2 separate regions of the Mus musculus genome follow, and region 1 is linked to region 2. The links are chromatin contacts, called in public Hi-C maps. All regions are on one chromosome and are shown on one strand. Each heading gives the region's core, a stretch centred on a gene start, on an enhancer-like site or on the middle of the called end of the contact. The rest is flanking DNA. Distances are from core to core; before and after follow the strand shown. Region 1 holds the start of Nudt12 (nudix (nucleoside diphosphate linked moiety X)-type motif 12). Region 2 overlaps Pdzph1 (PDZ and pleckstrin homology domains 1).

What was found. A called contact is a pair of places that touch in the nucleus more often than the background predicts.
Region 1: a Hi-C map of uterus shows a contact between it and region 2. The contact joins the promoter of Nudt12 here to the enhancer-like site in region 2. A contact is called at or near these places in 9 of 484 Hi-C or Micro-C datasets (LSK cells, cumulus cells, embryonic stem cells and 4 more), 1 of 115 datasets of contacts at active chromatin or transcription factors (embryonic stem cells) and 2 of 9 other capture datasets (embryonic stem cells and liver).

Annotation. Positions count from the first base shown.
Region 1 is chr17:59,011,523-59,015,110 of GRCm38.p6, reverse strand. Nudt12 (nudix (nucleoside diphosphate linked moiety X)-type motif 12) reads left to right here and starts at 1,789. Exons shown (of 7, transcript NM_026497.3): 1 at 1,789-1,893. The region is part of intron 1 of Nudt12os (nudix (nucleoside diphosphate linked moiety X)-type motif 12, opposite strand); the gene reads right to left.
Region 2 is chr17:58,922,990-58,926,378 of GRCm38.p6, reverse strand. All of the region lies in intron 7 of Pdzph1 (PDZ and pleckstrin homology domains 1), which reads left to right. Among named protein-coding and RNA genes, the nearest start is that of Gm33751, 19 kb to the left of the region's middle. Within about 2 kb of position 2,053, at least 25 of the 459 cell types and tissues checked have an H3K27ac peak or open chromatin away from gene starts, as enhancers often do. A contact at or near this core is called in erythroid progenitors, pre-megakaryocyte-erythroid progenitors and uterus, where this site is marked.

The DNA of each region.
Region 1 (3,588 bases), core at 540-3,039, 89 kb before region 2:
CCTATGAAGGAAAAGTGGCTAGGCCCATCCCCCATGATAATGTTGAAATTAGGATATGCTTGTATTTTCCTGAAGTTTGGAACAGCCACTTAGGGTATCTTCAAGGCCTATATCCATGGATCCAGTAAAGGAACTGAGAGTGGGACCTACAGGGGAGCCTAAAGGGTGGCCCTAGTCGAGGAGCAAGGCTCCTGCTAGCACTACAAGAAAGATGCTGTCCCCAAAATAAGGTGGAGCAGGGAGAATAAAGTGTGAGTTTGGGAAATATCTAGTAGCCATATCTCTGATGTGTCTGGTAATTATTTCTGCTTTACTTACTTCTCTACTGCAGTGACAAAACACCATGCTGAGGACAAATAAATGAAGGGTTGATGGGGGAAGCTTACAGCTTCAGCAGAGAGACCCATGAGCATCATGGTAGAGTGTGGTGACAGGCAGACAGACAGGTATGGTGATGAAGCCATAGCTGAGGGCTCACAGACTTATCTGCAAGTAGGAGGCAGGTGTCCGGACAAAGGACACTAATGGGGAACGGCATGGGCTTTTGGAACTTCAAGTCCCACTCCCAATTAACACACCTAGTCCAACAAAGCCACTGCTCCTAATCCTTCCTAAGGAATTCTACCAACTGAGGATCAGGTACTCCAATGCATTGACCCTGTGAAGGCCAATCTTTCTTTTCCAATCAACACAACTGCCCACAGGAAGGAACATAGCACAAACTTTGAGAAGCAGTCATGGAAGTATAATTGGCTAGTAGGTTGACTATAATACAACATTTATCATGCACTCAAGAGGCTCTGGGTTCAATTCCCAGTTCAAGCATTACACTGTCAACATATATATGCAACCTCAGTATGAGAAAGGACCTGGAAGGTACAGAATGCAATGGCCAGTCTTAAAACACTCCTGAAGTTGTTGCTGACAGACAAGTACCATTCCCTGGTTTGGGGATTAGAAGACCACTAAAGACCAAGTTATTCCAAGAGTCACATAATTTCTGTAGACTTTGGAGAATGAAATCGTAGGAAACTAAATTGATAAAAGCAAGAATATTGTGTTGTAGGTATCAACTCTAGTCCCAAGAGTTTTTCACGCATCTTCTGTAACCCTACAGTGGAGGAGGGATTATGGAATCTCCAAACATACCTTTATATGGATTACTTAATAGGGTAGGCAGACTCTATAGTGGCATTTTATAAAATGTGAAGTGGGGCTTTTTTCAGAGATGAGAGACCTGCTTAAGGCCACATATCTAAGTGACTTGTGAATCTAAGTAAATTTCACTGGAGAAACTGTGCAGCTAAGTCATTTAAGAAAAGGCAGGTTGGAAGAAAAAGTCCTGAAAGATCACAGTTTTGTTTTAATATTTTAAATTACTTTAAAACTTCAATATAAAAAAGACCAATCAAATCGTATGTAGAGGCTGATCCTAATTTAATGTGTGATCAGACGTTAACATTTTCATGACACTATAGAAAACTCAATGTCACTGAACTATGTATTTGAACTATGAACTTTGTCTGAAGGAAAGTTGGGGAGCTGGATGAGAAATAGTAAAAAAAAAAAAAAAAAAAAAAAAAAAATCACAGACCTCGTTATCATAATGGCAGCATTTAGTTCCACACACTTCCATTTTGGGGAAGGATTAGTGATCTTTCCCAGCACCTGAAGTCCGGAAGTCCAGTCCCCACCCCTACCCGACCTGCACTTTAACCTGCCTCCTGGACCTGGCGATGGCCTGTAAACTACATCTCCCATAAAGGTATGCGAGGGCAGTGGCCCTCTGCCGGAAGTCCGGAAGGCTGACTCCAACGCCGGGAAAACTGACAACTAAGTTTGCCGAGGAGTCTTCCGTCGCAATCCTGGTTTCTTTCCTTCATAATCCCTTGGGTTAGTAGCGCTAGTTGGCCCGGGTATGTTCGAGGACGAGTCGTCCAGGGCGTCCCTCCCGGCTTGCCGTGCCCCCAGGCGCGGGACTCAGACCTGCGGCTGCCTGCAGGCAGGTGGCTGCTAAAATTGCCAGCCAAGTTTTGGATGGGGTAAAACAAACTACGTCGGAGGTGTCCCTCCTTGAAAGGAGAAATCTTACAATAGGAGAAAAATAACTCTTCAAGGCATGTGGCCATTGGGAGAGACCGTGCTTGCGTGGGATGCACGTAATGGGTTAAATCGGTCTGGGCAGCCCCAGCGAGGGGAATATTTTAAACAATGGTGGGTGGGCTAATTGGCAGGTCCACTATGAGGGCTTATTGTAGCCTGCTGAAGCCATGCTGGGCAGCCCTTGGGCATGAAGTCAGTAATTAGTAAAAATGGATGTTGGTTTGGTTAAAATATAGTTCCTTTAAAATCCAAGTCTCTTCTTACCGACCTCTCCGAATAGCCTTGGAAAATAGGGGCGACGGTTTATACTACCTTCTCATTCTCACCTTCCACAGAACCTGCCAATAAATGATTAACAGGTAGTATTGATATTGGGAAAGCTAAAGAGAAAGGGGCTTATCCTTTCACTTCGTAGTCCAGAGAATGTTTTATGCACAACTATTGCCTTGGGGGTGCTGTATGACGCAGCATGTTTGGATGTGCAATGCTGAAGGGTGATCAGTGAGAGCAGTCAGGGACTAACCATGACCTCTGAAACCGTGACCTCTGAACAGGGAACAGTGAGGTGTTAAAAGTGAACCTCGCTGGAGAAACTCTAACCAAAGAAAAGGAGTTAGGAAGAGACTTTTAAATAAAGCCCTGGAATATCGCAACGGGGACTACAATATTTTAAAGAATTTTAAGATTTCAATATGATAAAAGTGGGAAATAAGTAAAACACACTAAATGAAAGTAAATTGAGATATGTAGAGGTTACTCCTCATTTCATTGTTGAACCGATTTTTTCCAGCGGGTTTCTTGGATTGCCTTAAGCAGTTTTAAATTATTGTTAAACAGAAGACACAAACAGGAAAGCGCATGCCAAATCAGAAAGTTAATCTTGGATCCATTGTTTTCCTGAACTTTATGCAGACTAGGCTGTGGATTTGACTAGCCACATTGCTGTTTCAAAATCCAGGAGACAAGGCTCTGGGTTGAACCTGCAGTACTAAGAGACAAGAATATTTTGAAGTTAACGCTTGAAACAGAAAATATTTTTTTATCTGTTTTTTGTTTGGTTTTTAGCAGAATTATGGACTACATAGCATTCATTAAGAAACGTGGCTTTGCTTTGTTAACAACCAAACAGCATGACAGGGCAGACAACAACATTAGTAATTCTTAAAAGCGCCTCAAGGACAATAGAGAGGCCAACAGAACCTTCATCCAACACTCGATACAGAAGTGCCTTGTCATCTAATTCGTGACAACGATGGCCGGGCCGCCAGACACAGATAATGTCAAGAAAGGTGCTGAGTCAGGAATTATCCGTGAATTAAAATAAATCCTGACCTAGTCTACCTCACACAATGAACAAAACTCAGTACCATATGGATCACAAAATTAATTATGTTAAGGTTAACCAGTAATTTTTTTTTTACGTGAAGCTTTAAAAGCTCTTCAATAACTGTGCAACCATAATTTCTTTGAGGCATGACATCTATA
Region 2 (3,389 bases), core at 804-3,303:
AAGCATCACAGGTAGAATTTTTTAAAGATGGTTTCAAGTTGAAAAAGAAAGGACAAGAATAAACAAAATGGGGAATGAAGAGAGAGACAGGCATACAAAAAACCCGGCATGACATCACTTATGTAAAATAAGAAGACAGACGCCCACAGGAGAATATGGTGACATTCCTATCTGTATCAAGCCCATTTTGTGAAACCTAGCCTGAAAGACAGAACAAATTACTGTACTTGAAGAAAGAATAAAAGCAAAGCATGGAACTCGGAACTCCAAAGACAATCCTGGTGCATGATTGAAGCATTATGACAGGCTCACTGCCCTTGATTTAACAGCAACAAGAGATGCCCTGTGGATGGAACCTACCATACGTAACTGGGCTAGAACATTGTTCTGAAATACATGGGCAATGGTGGTGAAAGCAAGGTGAGCAAAGCAAACCGGGTTGCTGAGAAACAGTGGTTCTGTAGGACATACCTGACTCAGATTGTGGACATCTGCACGAGTTAATTTTATTCTCTTGACAAGGAAAGCAAAAACTGAGTTTTGAAAGGCACTCGGCATCATATCAAAAATGGCAACACCGTATGTGACTCTTTGGAGCTGTGTATGCTTGCCTGCTTTTGGAGACAAGTTCTCATTACAACAGGCCATGACAACCTTCAGTTTGGAATCCTCTTGCTTGACCCTCAGCCATCGGTGCTGGGATTAAGCCCCATACTCTGCTGCGTCTTTATTGAATTAGGTTACCCTCATACGATGGTTTTGGCTCCTGACAGGACTGAGAGTTGGCAGACTCAAAGAGATTTAATCACCAACATACACAGGATAGTATGGTGACATTCAATCACCAATATAGATAGTAAAGTGACACACTGAAGCTCAATAAACAAGCATATGTTTGCTCTATGGGGACTTTTCTTCACCAAGTACAGGCTTTAGGAAAATCAAACATGCAAATTCTCCTGGAGGCCAGGTTCTCAGCTGCAGCCCCTGGCGCGTGCCCTCAGGGACAGAACACTTCTTGCACATTTCTCCTTGTCACTTACCAGGGTGGTAGAGTTTGTCTGACAGTGGAGGTGCGACTCTGACACAGTTTAAGATTGGTGGCATGATAAGACAGCAAGCCAAGGAGAGAGTGTGAATTAGAAAAAGAAAAAAAATTTTTTTTTCTGTTCCCCTGTAGCTGTCAATAACCTCACCGAATACTACACTTCCAAACACGGGCCAACATGTGAAGAAAGAAGAGATTTCTGGGGAGCTTTTGTTTTGAAGGACTCTGTCACTAAAGAGCTGGGGTGGGTAAAGAGGCAGTTTTAAAACTCCTTTATCTCATGAAACTGACAATTTTTCTGACTCTTTCACCACAGGCTGTAGACAGTCACCTATCTGCTTCCTTCGCCCCTCGTACTGCTCAAAGCAAGCATGTTGTCTGGTAGATAAAGGCAGCGGTTCTGCACATCCAACCCCAGGGTCAGGAAACTGATGAGCAGATGTCACGTGGAGGGAAGGAACTAATCGTTTTGTTTTTCTTTCTTTTCTTTTTTTTTAAGGAGATATGTTAGGGTTAAAAAGTAAATTTGGTCAAAGGAAACTAAACCATGGTCAAAGAAAGGAAGAAATACCATTGTTAGTGGCAAAGGCCAAGCAGCAGGGCCACCTGGAAACAGAAGAGCCTAGAGACTCGCAACTGGAATTGTATTTGAACATCATCTGAGAGCTTGCTACAAAAACAGAATGCCAAGGCTCATGCCGAATGAAGGCACAGAGTTAAAGAACCACTGGCTGGTATTTGTTAGTTTGTTAAGTATCAAATCAAGACATTTTCATTTTCTAAGTTTAGGCTGATTATAAATGAATAAGCATGGGAAGTTTTAAATGTTGACCCTTGAAATTTTGTGCCCTTAATGCATAAAGTACAATGGCTACAGATATTATGTAAAACCTAATATCAAAAGTCTAAAACTCTCATTCAAGTTCTTCTGTGAATGTCAAGCCTGAGTCCTCTGGGCCCCGAGTAGCATGTGGTGAAGAATATAAAACCACCATCTCCCGACAGCTGTTTGGAGCTCAGCAACTCCCCGTGCATCCGACTCATGTCCTCACTCTGGGTATGAGCAACGGTCGGTCCTCTAACATGATGAAACCATGCAGCAGCAGAGCCAGCTTGCATCCTTGCCCCGGAGAGAATTTTTCATGGTGCAGCAAGTTATGTTTATGACCAGGCTGAAGCGCAAGCTTAGTCTGATCGGTATCAGAGAAACTAGCATGCAGTCTGTGTAAGCAAGAGGAAAATGACCTCAGGGGCAGCCCACTGCTGCAGTCCATAAATAAATTGGCAGATGTGTCAACTACGCACATTAGTCCAGGAGTGCAGTTCTTTAGGGACTGTAGTCCAAAGACAAAGACATTTGTGGGTTGCCGGTCAATCTGGAGCATTTCTTCTAATTTTTCTGGATGTGTTTTTGACAGGAGCTTAAGGGCAGTTCAATAAATTAAAATGTATTTACATGGCAATGAAGAATTATCTTGACATACTGAGAGTTATTTAATTACCAAGGTACTTTGTGTGCTGCCAAAGTTAAGACTGTGTCAGCCTTTCTGGGACAAATCTTTATTTTCAGGGCCATGTGGCTCAGGCAGAAATGATCCCCTGGGTTGGAGCTTGTCAGTTATAGAAGATGAGTCTCCTTGCTGACCCCCATTTCCATAGACAGTTCTAAACAGATCGGTAATCTCAATGTCAGACATCATGATGAAGTCAGCGCTGCCAAGGCCAAATGTCCCCCTTTAGGGATGTGGCCTCTCTCTCAGAGGAATTGTAAATGAAGTCATACCCCATTTGCAGTCTTCAAAGCATGTCAGGGTTGCTGTCTGTCTGCATGGCATTCAGAGAGCTGTCTTAAGGCATCAAAAGGTAGGTGTGTGGTGTCCGTGCTGGCAGCAACAAAACACAGTGGGTAGGCAGCGACCTCGTATTAACAGGGACAGCGACAATTTCCACAAGCTGTACTCTATTGCAGTCCCGTGTCATGGAAGTCCAGCAAAGAAGATATTCCTAGGAAAGTAACTGGAAGCTCGGGTAAAGTCCTGACTTAACCTGGAATAAGAAAAGGGTCAATACCTGGGACCTCCCAGACTTCTTGTTTCTCAACTCAACAATTTTGATGAGGGACAGTTTCAGCAAAAGACCTAAGTAGTGAGTTAGATCAAGGAGGGTAATTGTTGCAGATAAAAGTGAACTAGAAGAGGGACACATACCTCCACGTGCTTCTTAGAAAGTAAATCAAGATGCTTAAGGAATTGGCTTGATATTATAACTAGTGACATTGCACAGACTTGACTCTGTCATCAGAAACATTGTGGTCACTGTGGTTATGAGGAAGGAGATTAAT